Linked DNA regions of Mus musculus: regions 2, 3, 4 and 5 are each linked to region 1. Evidence: chromatin contacts called from public HiChIP or PLAC-seq, capture Hi-C and promoter capture Hi-C data. All regions are on one chromosome and are shown on one strand. Each heading gives the region's core, a stretch centred on a gene start, on an enhancer-like site or on the middle of the called end of the contact. The rest is flanking DNA. Distances are from core to core; before and after follow the strand shown.

Region 1 (2,755 bases), core at 75-2,574:
GCTGCAAGCCCCAAGCCTGTTGGCACAGCCATTTCGAAGGCGATTGCGACTTCTGGCTTGAAAACCTAGGCCTTGGCTAGGCAAAAAAGCATCCATGTTTCTAGTCCTGTACCCTTCTTCGCGGTTGCGTCCTAGGAGCATGGAAATGTTGGGGTTGCGGATGGCATATATGACCGGGTTGATAGCCCCATTGGCCCAGGTCAGCCAAACAGCCGCCACATTGAGCAGCGAGGGAGCCTGCGTGGCCTGACCCTGCCGGGTCGCGGCCAGCAGCACCAGGAAGCAGTAGGGACCCCAGCAGCACATGACAAAGATAATCATGATGAGCACGGTGGTGGCTGTGCGCACCTCGCTGAAGAAGCGCAGCACGCGCGCGTAAGTGGTCATCGGCCGCACGCGCACGTCCGACAGGCGCACGGTCTTGCAGATGTGGTAGCGGCAGAAACACATCAGTAGGAAGGGCAGCAAGTAGCAAGCCACCACCAGTCCCACGCTGTAGGCGACGCCCAGCTGCGCAGGGTCTGGGGAGGTTCTGTAAAGGCAGCGGTGGAAGCTCTGCGGAGCGGGGGGCTCCCGGGGTGCCCTGAGCAGGTCCCAGGGCAGGGAGAAGCCCAGCGCAGCCAACCACGCTCCTGCCAGCAGCTGCAGCGCGCGCCGCCGGCCCAGCTTGTCCCGCGGCGGCCGCACGATGGCGCAGTAGCGGTCCAGCGAGATGAGCGCCACGCTGAACGTGGATACGATTCCGAAACACGAACTGAAGAAGCGGCTGGCTGCGCAGAAGCTGCGCCAGGGCCCAGAGTCTCCGGGAGGCGCGAATAGATCGAGGAAGGCGGCGGGTAGGCAGAGCAGCGCAGTGAGCAGGTCCGACAGGGACAGCGACAGGATGAAGGCGTTTGTGACCGTGCGCAGCTGCCGATGCTTCACGATCACCCCCATCACCGCGCAGTTGCCCAGGCTAGACAGCAAGAAGATGAGCAGGAGCACGAGCGCCTGGGCGGCCACCGCTGCCCCGTGCCATAGCAGCGGTGCGGGTCCCCGAGACCCCGCTGCCTCCGGCCTGCCCGCATCGCTTTGGTTTCCCAGCGTTACCGTGGCTACGGAGCTGAACGACAGCGCGGCTGCAGTGGCCGTGGAAGCCGCCCCTCCCGGATGCGCGCTACCCTGCAAGGTTGCACTCGCGGCCGGGCGGCCAGGCGGCCGCGCCTGCTCCTCCATGGGGTTCCACGCAGGCCGCCGCTCTGCTCATCCCGCAGCAGGGTGAAAGGTTGTGCGGACCAGAACGGCAGCTGCGGGGAGTGGGTGGGACTCGGTCACCACTCGGGACTGGTGGAACCTTGACGTGGGTTCTAGGCGTTGCCGAGGGAACCGCCTATTTACGCAGGAACGCGGGGCGGGACGCTAGCGGTGTACCCCAGGAGAGCCGGCCCACCTTATCTCCTTTCCCAGCCTGAGGGTGACCAAGCCACGGGTCTGCTAGTCTGAGAGAAGGCATGGTTCACCTCTGGCACCCCGGCAGGCCGGAGAAAGCCAGACCACCCCGCAAACGAATGGCAGATTCAGCTGAGGCGCTCTTGCTCCTTCCTGTCCAGCACAGATGCCCTGGTGGGGAGGGGATGCTGCTGTGGGCGTCTCTGGCCTCCACAGGTAGGAAAGGAAAAAGAGTCCACACCTGGAGATCTTGAACATGGTAGGGGTGGGGTATTCTAGTACCTCTGCATTTTGAGTGGGCAACAGAATCAGTCATGCTACAAGCGACTAGGTTCTAATCTCAGTTTCAGACAATGTAGCTCTGGGATGAGTACCAAGAATTCATATTGATAGTGAGGATGATGATGATCCAAGGGCCACATTTGGAAAATCACTGCTGGAACAAATTTGTTTCAGTAGACTCCTTGCTCACATTGAACATTCCTGAGGTTGGGCTTCCCGCTTAAGCCTGTTTCTGAACAGGTGTTCTCAAGGACTGGAATGTGGATCTAGGAAGGAAGATGTCATTACTGTTCAAGGGCCGGGGCTTTGGATGGTAACTAGTTAAGTGCATTTAAAGGTTTCTCAGAATCAGCCTTACAGCGTCTGGGCTAGATCATCACGTTTGTGTTCTTTGTTGGTAGGGGCTGTTCCATTCGAGGATGATTGACAGTATTTTTGTATCCACCATTGGATGGCAGCAGCTGCAACAACCCAAATAAACAGCAAATAAAAGACCCTGCCCCATAAGACTTTAAGTCTTAGGAAAACACAAATACATTACAAGATGAGTGTTTTATTTTAATAGGAAATTCAATGGAGATCGTTGCTAGAGGAGTAGATAAAAACTTTTTATGCCAAACCACATTGGACTATTGGGGTCCGGGTGGGGGTGGGGAGCAGAGGAGGAGAAGGAAGAAGAGATACAGTGAATGCAAACGTGGTGGCAAGAGGTTAACCCTGAAGGTGACAGTGTCTGAATTCCAGGCTCCATGCAAGTGGTGTGGGAGGTGGTAAATGGGAGATGTGTAAGGTTTTCACGGGACAGCATTTATGTGCTGTACTGTGGAGACTGAATGTTATGGAGGTGTGGTAGTTCGAATATGCTTGGCCCAGGGAATGGCACTATTTGGAGGTGTGGCCTTGTTGGAGGAACTGAGTCACTATGGGTGTTGGCTTTAAGCTGCCTGGAAGTTAGTTTTATCCTAGTGGCCTTCAGATGAAGATGTAGAACTCTCAGCTCCTCCTGCACCATGCCTGCCTGGATGATGCCATGTTCCCACCTTGA
Region 2 (2,755 bases), core at 65-2,564, 960 kb before region 1:
TGTGTGTTGTCTCCCCAGGGAAAATGTTGTCACACAACAGTCCCAGCTACAACAGACCATGACGTTGTCCTGTAATGACAGCCAGTTTTTGTTTTTATAATAAACTTTTGCAAATAGAAGACTTTAGTTATCATAGGAAGAACATGCACTATTCAGGAAAGCAGTGTGTAACTTTCACTACGTCTAAGACCAAGGACAGGGACTTCTTAATCTCACTGGTATTCAGGGCAGATAGGGTGCCTTGCTATGACAATAATGGTAGTTAACAGTGAATTAGTAAGTACAGTTGAATAATGCACAACAAAAACTATTTAAGGACTTTGGAACTGAGGCAGGAGGATGGAGAGTTTCAGGCCACCATGAGCTACATGGACGGTTGAAAATTAAAGCAGACTGGGTGGTGGTGGCGCACGCCTTGAATCCCAGCACTTGGGGAGGCAGAGGCAGGTGGATTTCTGAGTTCCAGGCCAGCCTGGTCTACAGAGTGAGCTCCAGGACAGCCAGGGCTACACAGAGAAACCCTGTCTCAACAAAAACAAGCAAGCAAGCAAACAAACAAAGTAAAGAATTAAAACAGGCCTAGGAGAGATGGCTTGGTGGTTTAGAGCATTTGTTGCTCTTGTAGAGGGCAAGGGTTTACCAGTGTACACATGGTTGTTCACAACTGTCAGTAACTCCAGTTCCAGGGACCAGACACCTTCTTTTGTAGGCATTGAGCATGCCCATCACACATGGATATACACCTACAGGCAAACAGCCATACATGTAAATTACAAACGAATTTAATCCCAGCATCAGTGCTCAGGGAGGCAGAGGCTAGGCCAGCCTGGTTTACAGAGTGAGTTCCAGGACAGCCACTGCTACAGAGAAAACCTGTCTCTGAAAAACAACGACGAAAACAACAAGGTTTAGCTTTGTAATGCCTTTATGATCTTTGAGACAAAATCTGTGTATTCTTTTGTTGTGTTTGCTGAATAAAACAAACATAAAGGGAAAAGCACCGGCAAAATGATTTTGTTTGCTTTTCTTCTATATTATTACTTCCGATTCCTTTCCCTCTCCTGAGTTATGGTGGGTGGAGAACTTGGATTGTGAGTGTTCTGGGGACCTACAGGAGGAGGCTGGCCAGCCTGACCAGGGCTAAGTTGAGATAACGTGGGGCCAATTGAAGTGCAAGGGAAATCCAGGCGACCCAAGGACACTGCATGCCCTGGCCACAGGAAATGGTCTTGTCAGGCTGGAGAAGGCTCAGAATTCCCGAGTCCTGGGTTCGGGACCCGGGGTTTGCTCACGTGTGGCTGGCCCGTGCCCAACGCTCGCAGGGCAACCCAATGCCCAGCGTCCGTCTTGGCGTCGGTCTCCTGGCGGGCTTGGCAGCGGGCGGCGCGGTCGTCCTACTCAGCTACTGCGTCTACCTGGACTGGAGGCGGCACCGAGACCCCGCATTCCGCCGCCGCCTGCAGGACAGTGAGTGCCAGTGCGGTCGGCGGGAGGGAGGGCGGCCAAGCCCGGGCTGGTTCCCAAACCGGTGCCCCGGTCACCCGTGTCCATGCTACCTGGCTTTCCCAGCCAGCTCGTGCCTGTGTTTGCAGAGAGAAGAGCTGGACAGCCCAAGGCCCAGGCGCCCGCCAGGCAGGTGAGGTGCAGCAGACCCGCCAAGGAACCTTCTAGAAGCCCAGGGAGAAGAGGCCTGCCAGTGTGGCACACCTGCTTTATAAAGTTTTAACCTTCTAATTATAAAGGGGAAGGAAAGAAAGGAAAAGTGGGTCTGGTAAGGACACATTATGAAGATCTGGTGGGATGGCTCAGCGGCCAAGAGGGTTGGCTGCTCTTTCAGAGGACTCAGGTTTGATTGCCAGCACCCACAGGGTAGCTCACAACCATCTGTAACTCCAATCCCAAGGGATCTGTCACCCTCTTCTGTCCTCCAGGAAGCGACAGAGATGCACATGGTTGCAGACATACATGCTGGCAAAACACCCATACACATTTAAAAAAAAAGTTTTTCTTATTGTTTATGTTTTGTTTTTAAGTATAAACAGGGCTTGATACTCAGTGTGCAGAATCATCGCTTGGGAGGCTGAGACAGGAGGGAGTTCAAGGTTAGCCTGGGCCAAAGAGAACACTGTTAGAGAGAGAAAGGCATCTGTAAATTACATGTGGTAGGGACGGGCACTCTTTTTTTTTTTTTTAACTTAGAAGAAAGAAGAGAAACTTGGTCCTTCTCATATCCTCACAGGATGCCTAGGCCCCCCAGGCCAACATAGATTATGATTGACTAGTTGGGTTTTGATGGTGATTATTATTTTTTAGACAGAGGAGGAAGATGGCCCATATGTGATGGTCAGAGGACAACTTGTGAGGTCCAGTCACTTCTGTCGCTGGTCCCATGTGTCTAACTCAGGGGGTCAGGTTTGCTGGAAAGTGCTTTTTAACCTGATGAATTAATACTGTCTGTATTAGTCACTTTTAAAAACTGCCTCTTATTCTAGTGTGTATGGATGTTTTCCCAGCCATATGTGGCTATCAATGGTAGCATTTAGGGGTCAGAAGAGAGCATCTGATCGCCTGGGACTGGAGCTAAGAAAGTTGTGAGCTGCGGTACAGATGCCGGGAATTGAACCTTGGTCCTCAGGAAGAGCAACCAGTGTTCCTGACTACCAAGCCACCCTCTTCAGCCCTCTCCCTTATTAGTTATTTTTAAAGAGGATTCGGTCATCTTGGCTATTGGTCCAGCTTTTGTTAACTCACATGA
Region 3 (2,755 bases), core at 67-2,566, 920 kb before region 1:
GTCAGCCTGCTATGCGGTGCGAGGGATCAAAGCCTCGGAGTCAAGCGTGTTGAGCACTCTACTGAGCTCCATCCCTACCGTGTACTCTTTCCAGGCAGGATCTGTCTGTCTGTCTGGACTTGCGTTCCTTCTGTGATTATAGGAATGTGCCATTTCACAGCTCGGGTCTGGAACCTTGAGGAGGGATGGCAAAAGAGTAGAGAAAGGACAGGTGTACATATACACACACATAGAGAAAAGCTGAGGGTCAGGTGGGCTGTATGCACTCTGGTGGAGCCTCATTGCCTACCCCATAACCTGGAACCTCAGCTATTGTACACAGCATGGGAGGCAGGGTTAGCTCCTCTCAGTGTGAAGTCTCTGTAGGGCAGCAGTTTCAGACTGTGAACAGCCAGGAAGAAGCCGCCACAGTTGGTAGTCTTTCTGTGTTTTTGTTTTTCATGACAGGGTTCTCTCCACAGCCTTGGCTCTCTATACAGAGAGCCTGTCTAGGCTTAAAGGCGTGTGCCACCATGACTGTTTTTTCTTCTAGCACACTGATTAATCGTCTGTAAACACATTTGGGTCAGAGGAAGAAGGCTTTGCCAGTTCTGAGTCTGATCCATATGAGTCCAAGGCCTTGGTTCCTGTCCAGGCGAGCTTGGTTCTGTGCTCATGGCAGCAATACACGTTTATTCTCAGTTTTGTCCCCTCCACACATGCCGTCATGGGTGGCATCAAAATTGACTTGGTTTTGCTGTTTCCTTCTCTTTAGTTTTAAGAATCTCCCCCCCCCCGGCATTATAGAATCTTTTGTGTCAGATTTGATGTGTATAAATCATGATTGGCTTGCACATCATTCTTTATGCTGTGTAGATACTTGGTGTGTTGTCGGTTATAGTGTTGTTGTTGCTGTGAGACCTCTCCTTATAGTTGACCTTTCTTCCTTTTGTAGTATTGTATGTGTGTTCACATGGAGGCCAGAATATGTATGTATAGTTCAAGAAACAAAACATACCTAAGGATTACTTGATTTTGTTTCTTAATTTTGTGACTCTAAAATCAAAGGCATGGAGTCATGAGAAATTTCGTGAGCAAAGGCTCAAGTTTACTACCGTCTCAGTACCAGTTGCTGTAAATAACCTTCCTAGGACCTGAGCACACCTTTAATGTCTTTCTACGATGTGAAATTCTATTTTGATGTTTTGTTTTAGGTACAGAGTGATTTGGAGGCAAAGGTTAATTGTGTTGGAGAGTTACTTACTAAGTTACAGGAGACTGATAAACAGTTACAGCGCGTGACAGAGCACCAAGCCAGCGTTCAGAGTAAGCAAGAGAAAGTGCACTGTCATGACCACGACAAGCAGATGAACGCGTTCATGGAGCAGCATATCAGGCACCTTGAAAAACTACAGCAACAGCAGATAGACATTCAGGTATGTGATAAAGCTGTGCGAGCTCCCAGCTCTAACTATTGTTAACTAGTAGCTGTCATAGCACTCTAGGTTGTGACAGTTTGATTTCCTAAATCATGATTGTCTTGCTCATTATTCTTTATGCTGTGTAGATACTTGGTATGTTCTAGGTTATAGTGTTGGTGCTGTGAGACCTCTCCTTATAGTTGGCTTTTCTTCCTTTTGCAGTATTGTAGGTGTGTTCATGTGGAAGCCAGAAGTTAATTTCAATATCTTCCTCAGTCACCCTCTGCCTTATTATTTGAGACAAAGTCTCCCTGACTCCTGAGCGCACCAATTTGGTCGTCCAGCAAGCTCCAGGGGTGTGCCTGTTTGCTCCCTTTCCTCCCAGTAATGAGTCTGCACACTTGACCTAAGCTTGGGTCCTCACGCTCGCTCGCTCGCTCGCTCGCTCGCTCGCAAGGCAAACACTGCTTGCTGAGCTCTCTCCCCAGCCCGGTTACATTATTTTTAAAGCAGTGATTTGTTTATGTCAGCAGTTCCAAGTCTGTTTATATGAATTGGAATCATTGGGAAAGCTTTATAAAAATGCATATACTTTGATGTCTTGGAGGCTGAGGGAGCAGATCTATGAAGGTGCTTGGGTGTCATTGAAAGCTTCCTCAAGATGCTGATGCTCCCATGGACAGAACTCCCTACAATGTGTAGTTGGTACACAGTACCTACAAATGTTCCTGCATTTAGTTTATTCAAAGTATCAGTACCGTAATGCCTTTTGAGTATGATATGTTGAGATATTAAAAGATGAAGAACTAGCTTTACAAATGGCTGAGTTTTTATTTTGGAATTTCCTAGTTCTGGAACACGACCCAGCTCCAAAACATTTTAGAAATAGGAATATATAACCATTGACAGTTTCTTCTTTTTGTCTTTTGAGACAGAGTTTCTCTGTATCTCCCTGGCTGTCCTGGAACTTGCTCTTTAGACCAGGGTGGCCTTGAACCCAGAGATTTGACTGCCTCTGCTGCCTCCTAGCTTGCACCACCACCACTGCCAGGTTACATTTATTTTTCTATGTTCACGTGGGGGTGGGGGTGGGGGTGGGGCTGGGGAGGGGTGTTCTGCATGCGTAGGTGTGCATGTGCTGAGGCTGATATAGGGAATCGTCCTCAGTCAGTCTTCCATGTCACCTTAAAGGTCACCGTGTCTCAATCAAGCTCAAGGCTCATTGATATGATTGGGCTTTTTAGTCGGCTTACTCTGGGGGACTTCTTATTTCCACCTCTGTCTAGGCTTGAATTCAGCATTTGTTTGTGCTCTGGGAATCTGAACTTTTGTCCTCATGCTTGTGGGGAAAGCAT
Region 4 (2,755 bases), core at 67-2,566, 870 kb after region 1:
GGCGGGGGGGGGCACCTATACCCAGTGTTTCCTTTCTACCAACTAATAAGCCCCGTCCATGGCTACATGAGATCGTGGTTTCCTCGACGGAAGCCCCAGAAAGCGGTATGATGTGGATGTCAATTGGGAATCAATAAATGTTGCCAATTCAATCTATTGGCCAGAAGGCAGAGTGCCAAAAAAGGCCCATGCTCTCTGCAGGAGGGGTCAGTGACCCGTGGCTCTGACCAATCTACCTTGCCACCTTAACTGCACGGCATTGTGGGATGCAGCCTGCACTTTATCTTGCTGGCACTTCTGATCTAAAAAAAAAAAAAAAAAAAAAAAAAAAAAAAAAAAAAAAAAAAAAAAAACCACACGGTTTCTATGTCCGCCCCAGGAGTTGTAAGTTCTAGACAGAGGCAAAATCAGCCTGCCATGAGAGAATCAAATCTGTTTTTAAAGGATCTTTGAAGTAGGCTTTTAAGTTGCTGTCTTGACCTAAGAATGGCTTCTCACTCTAGATGTGGCTGCTGCCCATTTGTTCAAGTCCACTGAACTGGAGAGAGGGGGTCTATGAAGGATAACTTTATTTAGTCAGAAGCCCCTACAGCTTGCATTTCTTGGAGTTAGACTCCGTGATTAGCACCTAGTTGTCAAATGGTGTGTGTGTGTGTGTGTGTGTCTGTGTGTGTCTGTGTGTGTCTGTGTGTCCTTGCCGCCATATAAAACAGTTCCAGGGACCTTTGAAGGGAGCAAAGTTAGAGTCCAAACTGACCTCTACTACAGATCTGTGGTTCTGTTCCTTCTGTTCCCGGCTTGCTTCCTATGCAGCTGGAAATGGTAAGCGGCAGACAGGCAGGAATGGGTGCCTGGGGAAAAAAAAAATGAGAGGATCCACTTCCCCTCCCTGTCCCTTTGGTGCATGCTCTTCCCGGGGGTGGGGGGTTGTCGCTTCCCTATGTTTAAACTTTCTCAAAGGGTTTGTTTCTCCCAGTCCTCTTTTGTCCTCTGGAGTCCTTTCGACCCCGGCATAGCATCGCTCCCAAAGTGAATTCCTGCAGCATCCTACCTCTCTGGTGGGAAAACAAGAGGGAGGGGCTGGACAGGGGGAGCCCGGAGGGTGAGACGCTGCGGATTTCGTGTGCGTTCCAGCCACTCCTACCTCTTTTTTCATTCTTCAGGTTCAGCAGTCTCCCCGGCAAACCGTGGGCGCTGTCGATTCTGGGGAGGTGCTGAAACGACCGGGGCGCTCTAGTCGCAGCCTTGATTGGCAGAGCAGCCTAGTGACTGACAGGGGGTCTCCATGGCGCCCGCGTCTCCAATCCGCCCACCCCAGTAGCGGCACGGTCTAGCTGGCTGGCTTTTCCTAGCTGAGCAAGCGCAGCCGAACCCAACCCACAGCTCTTCCAGGCGGGAAGGCTCCCCCCGACTCTGTAACCCCCAGCCGCACCCCGCTCGGCCCGCGGGCATCTGCTGCGTGTCCCACCCGGGGCGCCCGCGCAGCCTCGATGTTCCAGCTGCCCATTTTGAATTTCAGCCCCCAGCAAGTAGCCGGGGTATGTGAGACCCTGGAGGAAAGCGGCGACGTGGAGCGCCTAGGTCGCTTCCTATGGTCGCTGCCCGTGGCCCCAGCAGCTTGTGAAGCCCTTAACAAGAATGAGTCGGTGCTGCGAGCGAGAGCCATCGTGGCTTTCCACGGTGGCAACTACCGCGAGCTTTATCATATCCTGGAAAATCATAAGTTTACTAAGGAATCGCACGCCAAGCTGCAGGCGCTGTGGCTCGAAGCGCATTACCAGGAGGCAGAGAAGCTGCGTGGACGGCCCCTAGGGCCAGTAGACAAGTACCGAGTAAGGAAGAAGTTCCCGCTGCCGCGGACCATTTGGGATGGCGAACAGAAGACTCACTGCTTCAAGGAGCGCACGCGGCACCTGCTTCGAGAGTGGTACCTTCAGGACCCATATCCCAACCCCAGCAAAAAGCGAGAGCTCGCCCAGGCAACCGGACTGACCCCCACACAGGTGGGCAACTGGTTCAAAAACCGCAGACAAAGAGACCGGGCAGCTGCAGCCAAAAACAGGTCAGTACCAGCAGGCCTCTAGGCTTGGTGCACACCGGGATGGGGCGGGAGGAGGCATTCTTGGCCCTTACCTGGTGTCCAGGGACCCAAATTCAAAGGGAGCTGGGAATGCAGTCTGTCTTGGGTTTATGAGCCCACTGTGTTCTAGATTCCTATGCAGGCTCCTGGTTCCCCACCGTCCCCCCCCCCTGGTTCTTGGGGTTTTGGGGGTCACTGCAGCAGCTGATGTGGGTCACCAAACTAAAATGTCGCTGTAGTTAGGGAAACGGGGGCGGAGGGAGGGAGAAAGATTAAAAGCCCAGGATCAATCAGAAATCCAGAGGCCCAAAGCTAATTTTTACTAGCATGGACCCAGGCTCTCATCAAGTGAAGCCTATTTAGTTAGCTCTATTTTTAAATCCCGGCTGCATCCTTCCCTGATGCTCTGAAAAAGGTTTCAGTTTTCAGAGAGTCTCAGATTCTAAGAGGCAGAAAGACGTGTTTCCTCATGACAACTATCCTGTCTCCACCCAGCAAGCTAGTCGGCCTATGCTTTTCATTCGCCAGCTTTTGGAGCTTGCAACTCAGGCCCAAACTCTTCAAGCATCCTCTAGCCTCAGGCATGACCCATAGGGAGATGTAGTATTAGAAAAGGAATCTCGTATCCTGAAGCCTTATCTGTCCCGCTTTGCGCTGGAGGATTTCTGACAATCC
Region 5 (2,755 bases), core at 145-2,644, 780 kb before region 1:
GCAGCCAGGAGGACCTGTAATCCTAGCACTTGAGGGTCTGAGGCAAGAGGATCAAGAGTTCAAGGCCAGCCTGGACAACATAGTAACTGCAGGCCAGCTTGGGCTGCTCTGTCTCAGATGTGCACTGAGGAGCCAGTTATCAGTGTGATAACAGGTGCCGAGGGCTTAATAAATACTACTTTTCATTATCACTATTGGAAAAAAAAAAGACCCCTTTTTTCCCCATTAGAATAAGGCCGACTGATATAAAAACAAAAAAATTTTTAATATATGCACGAATGATCTGTTGCCCAATAAGTATGAGTTTTGAAGTGAAAAATCCCATTTCAGTGTTTGCCTTTTAATTAAAATGGGCATTTCAGCTTTTCAAAATCATTTCTAAAGACACCCACCCATGGAGTTGCAGCGTCTCAGACCCAGCAGGGGTACACTACTGTCTTTAAAATGCCAGCTAACTATTAACATCATAATTTTATATTTATCCTGCTAATTATGGTTACGGCAAACCCCAGTTTGTCCACAACTAGCAAACAAACAAAGAAGCCTCCAAACCTAGAGGCAACTTCCTTGCAAATTTGCATATTAATTACTGTTTACCGCCTTTGCCCCCGTGGCTGATTACTTCTAACAAAGATCTTGACACTTACAGCAGCCTGGATTGTCTGATAGACGGGAGACGACCTGAAGTGCTACCCACCACTCTTTGAACTGGCAAGAAAGGCTACTGTGCTGGCTAAGAATGACTTGACCTGCAGACACAGTCCCGCCCTGGTTCAGGAGGTCATTGCCTGACAGAGTCAAAGTTTCTGCCATGCATTTTAATTCAGAACGATAGGTCTGGAGGAGCTCTTCCGGTTGGGAGATTCAGCCGTAGTGTTCTTATCACATGCAAGACAGTGAGATTAATGGAATTACATATTTCGTTTTGAAAGGTTACTGAGTTAACTCTGGTCACAGTATCCTGTCACTGAAGTCCCCAAATGTTCCAGTATCCTTTTCCTCCAGTCTCTGTGCCAACTCCCCAAAAGTGGGAGGAGCTACTCATGACCCAGCCCTCAGATCCCCGGCAGGCAGGTGTTGAACATATAAGGACGCTCTCGCGCTCTACCTCAGGAAGTCTAAGGGGTATAGCAGAATTTTAACTTGGTTGTAATTGGAGACAAAAAGCACTGCGGCTGATTTGAAGAGGCCATCCCTGAATGCGGCTTTGTGTTCAGGATCCTGAGAAAGTAAGAGCAACTTCCTCTAGAGACAAAGCCCTCGATGGAGGCACGAGGCCAATCAATGGGAAAATTTCAACCTGACATAAGCATAATGCATTATGCATGATAGTCTTCAGAAAGCCACTTACCAGCAGTCATCCGGGAGCACAGAGGCTCGGTTGCGGGGTGACTGTGGCTTCCTGCAGTGGCATGGAAAAAATGTTTAGCCAGTACAGGGTTAACTTGAGCAACACTTCCGCTTTCAATCTGTGAAATAAGGAAAGGGGTGCTCTCACAAATTGTCTGAATAGCCACGTGTTGGGAAACATCATAGTAATACAACCATGACCACTGAGAGTTATAGAGTGCTTACTTAGTGCTGGATCCTTGGTAGGCAGAATCTCACTGGGTCAATAACGACGATAATTTTTATCTTCTCAAAACATATATTTGAAGAGACAAAAGTTCGTAGAGAGAAGAATCCTGCCCAACTTCTCAGAGGTAGGAAGAGGTGACTGGTCAGCTTGGTGGGAGGCAAATGTTCTCCCAACTGAGTTAAATCCCCTGCCTCAGAGCTGAAATCTGAGCCCAGTGGTCTGATTCTCATCTTAGGCACCAAGGAACTCTGGCTTAGTTTTCTAATGCACTACAGCTTGTTGTAAAGTTAGAACGCTCTCTTTTTTTTTGGGGGGGGGGTGTGCTTTAGGAGTGGAGACCAAAACTGGATCTCGTCCTGAGTGCGCTGTTCCACAACAGAAGAATTCCATTTTCTTTATAGTTTCTGGCACTATCTCTCCCAATTAAAACTAAACATTGGCTACAGAAAAGGTCAGTGAATTATAGTCTTTCATCCAAGTCTGTTGTTACCTGCTTTTATAAATAAAGTTTTATTGGCACACAGACATGCCTTGCTTTGTTCACTTATCAGCGGGCTGCTTTTGAGCTATAAGGGCAGAGTAGTGACAGTGGCAGAGTATCCGCGGCTACAATATTTGCTCTCTAAGACATGTACTGAGTTTTTTGATTCCTGGCTTAGAGGAAACATTTCCTTGATTTTTCCTAACTTGAGAGAGCTGATGCAGAGCTGACTGACCTGGCCAACAGCTAGTTTTAAAGCTTAGAGATGGAGTTGGCAAGCTGGGTGAGTGGGAGGAGGCTCTTACTTACCACTGGGCCCAAGATGGATTCCCTATGCCCACCAAGTGGGAGAAGAGACCTGACCATTAAAAGTCAGCGTCGGACTTATTGCACACGCACACTGTGGCACGCATGTACACACACACACACACACACACACACACACACACACAGAGTAAGTAAAATTAATGAAAAGTTTGAAATCTGTATGAAAGTCCCAAAGAATACACTTAAAAAGACATTATATTGATTCATATTTTTAGTCTGAGAGATAATGTGGGACTAGGAGAAGTGACCAGAGGTTAGACATAACTTGTACTAGTCTTCAGGGCTTTCCCAGATTCTCAAAGCTTTCTAGTGTCTCCTCAATATCTCCAAAACTTCCTGAAATACAATGGGCACCCACTAGGCAGTTG

Evidence for each region. Promoter capture Hi-C pulls out the DNA fragments that hold promoters and counts their contacts. HiChIP or PLAC-seq counts read pairs in DNA pulled down with a chosen protein or histone mark. Capture Hi-C pulls out chosen DNA fragments and counts their contacts.
Region 2: an H3K4me3 HiChIP or PLAC-seq map of neural tube shows a contact between it and region 1, with 7 times the contacts expected there. The contact joins the promoter of Tomm20l here to the promoter of Gpr135 in region 1. A contact is called at or near these places in 10 of 39 promoter capture datasets (the 3T3-L1 cell line, 3T3-L1-derived adipocytes, hematopoietic stem and progenitor cells and 5 more) and 1 of 115 datasets of contacts at active chromatin or transcription factors (neural tube).
Region 3: a contact with region 1 is called in a promoter capture Hi-C map of HPC-7-derived erythroid cells, with 4 times the contacts expected there. The contact joins the enhancer-like site here to the promoter of Gpr135 in region 1. A contact is called at or near these places in 16 of 39 promoter capture datasets (the 3T3-L1 cell line, 3T3-L1-derived adipocytes, HPC-7-derived erythroid cells and 11 more), 2 of 484 Hi-C or Micro-C datasets (CD4 T cells and LSK cells), 4 of 115 datasets of contacts at active chromatin or transcription factors (astrocytes, bone marrow-derived macrophages and differentiating embryonic stem cells) and 1 of 9 other capture datasets (liver).
Region 4: a capture Hi-C map of embryonic stem cells shows a contact between it and region 1, with 2.3 times the contacts expected there. The contact joins the promoter of Six6 here to the promoter of Gpr135 in region 1.
Region 5: a contact with region 1 is called in an H3K4me3 HiChIP or PLAC-seq map of stem cell-derived neural progenitor cells, with 4 times the contacts expected there. The contact joins the enhancer-like site here to the promoter of Gpr135 in region 1. A contact is called at or near these places in 5 of 39 promoter capture datasets (the 3T3-L1 cell line, the HPC-7 cell line and liver), 1 of 484 Hi-C or Micro-C datasets (embryonic stem cells), 8 of 115 datasets of contacts at active chromatin or transcription factors (astrocytes, embryonic basal ganglia, embryonic limb bud and 4 more) and 1 of 9 other capture datasets (adipose tissue).

The regions. Positions count from the first base shown.
Region 1 is chr12:72,069,777-72,072,531 of GRCm38.p6, forward strand. It overlaps Gpr135 (G protein-coupled receptor 135), which reads right to left and starts at 1,325. Exons shown (of 1, transcript NM_181752.2): 1 at 1-1,325. The coding sequence starts at 1,215. Gm3225 (predicted gene 3225) reads left to right here and starts at 1,398. Exons shown (of 2, transcript NR_168042.1): 1 at 1,398-1,644; 2 at 2,112-2,239. It also overlaps a transcript of L3hypdh not described here.
Region 2 is chr12:71,110,114-71,112,868 of GRCm38.p6, forward strand. It overlaps Tomm20l (translocase of outer mitochondrial membrane 20-like), which reads left to right and starts at 1,315. Exons shown (of 5, transcript NM_029227.1): 1 at 1,315-1,467; 2 at 1,593-1,636. The coding sequence starts at 1,332. Gm32906 (a long non-coding RNA gene) reads right to left here. Exons shown (of 3, transcript XR_381662.3): 3 at 638-1,580.
Region 3 is chr12:71,149,050-71,151,804 of GRCm38.p6, forward strand. 2700049A03Rik (RIKEN cDNA 2700049A03 gene) reads left to right here. Exons shown (of 30, transcript NM_001163378.1): 6 at 1,194-1,415. Among named protein-coding and RNA genes, the nearest start is that of 2700049A03Rik, 14 kb to the left of the region's middle. Within about 2 kb of position 1,317, at least 11 of the 459 cell types and tissues checked have an H3K27ac peak or open chromatin away from gene starts, as enhancers often do.
Region 4 is chr12:72,938,566-72,941,320 of GRCm38.p6, forward strand. It overlaps Six6 (sine oculis-related homeobox 6), which reads left to right and starts at 1,317. Exons shown (of 2, transcript NM_011384.5): 1 at 1,317-2,062. The coding sequence starts at 1,491.
Region 5 is chr12:71,293,412-71,296,166 of GRCm38.p6, forward strand. It overlaps a transcript of 2700049A03Rik not described here. Among named protein-coding and RNA genes, the nearest start is that of Dact1, 15 kb to the right of the region's middle. Within about 2 kb of position 1,395, at least 19 of the 459 cell types and tissues checked have an H3K27ac peak or open chromatin away from gene starts, as enhancers often do. A contact at or near this core is called in embryonic stem cells and stem cell-derived neural progenitor cells, where this site is marked.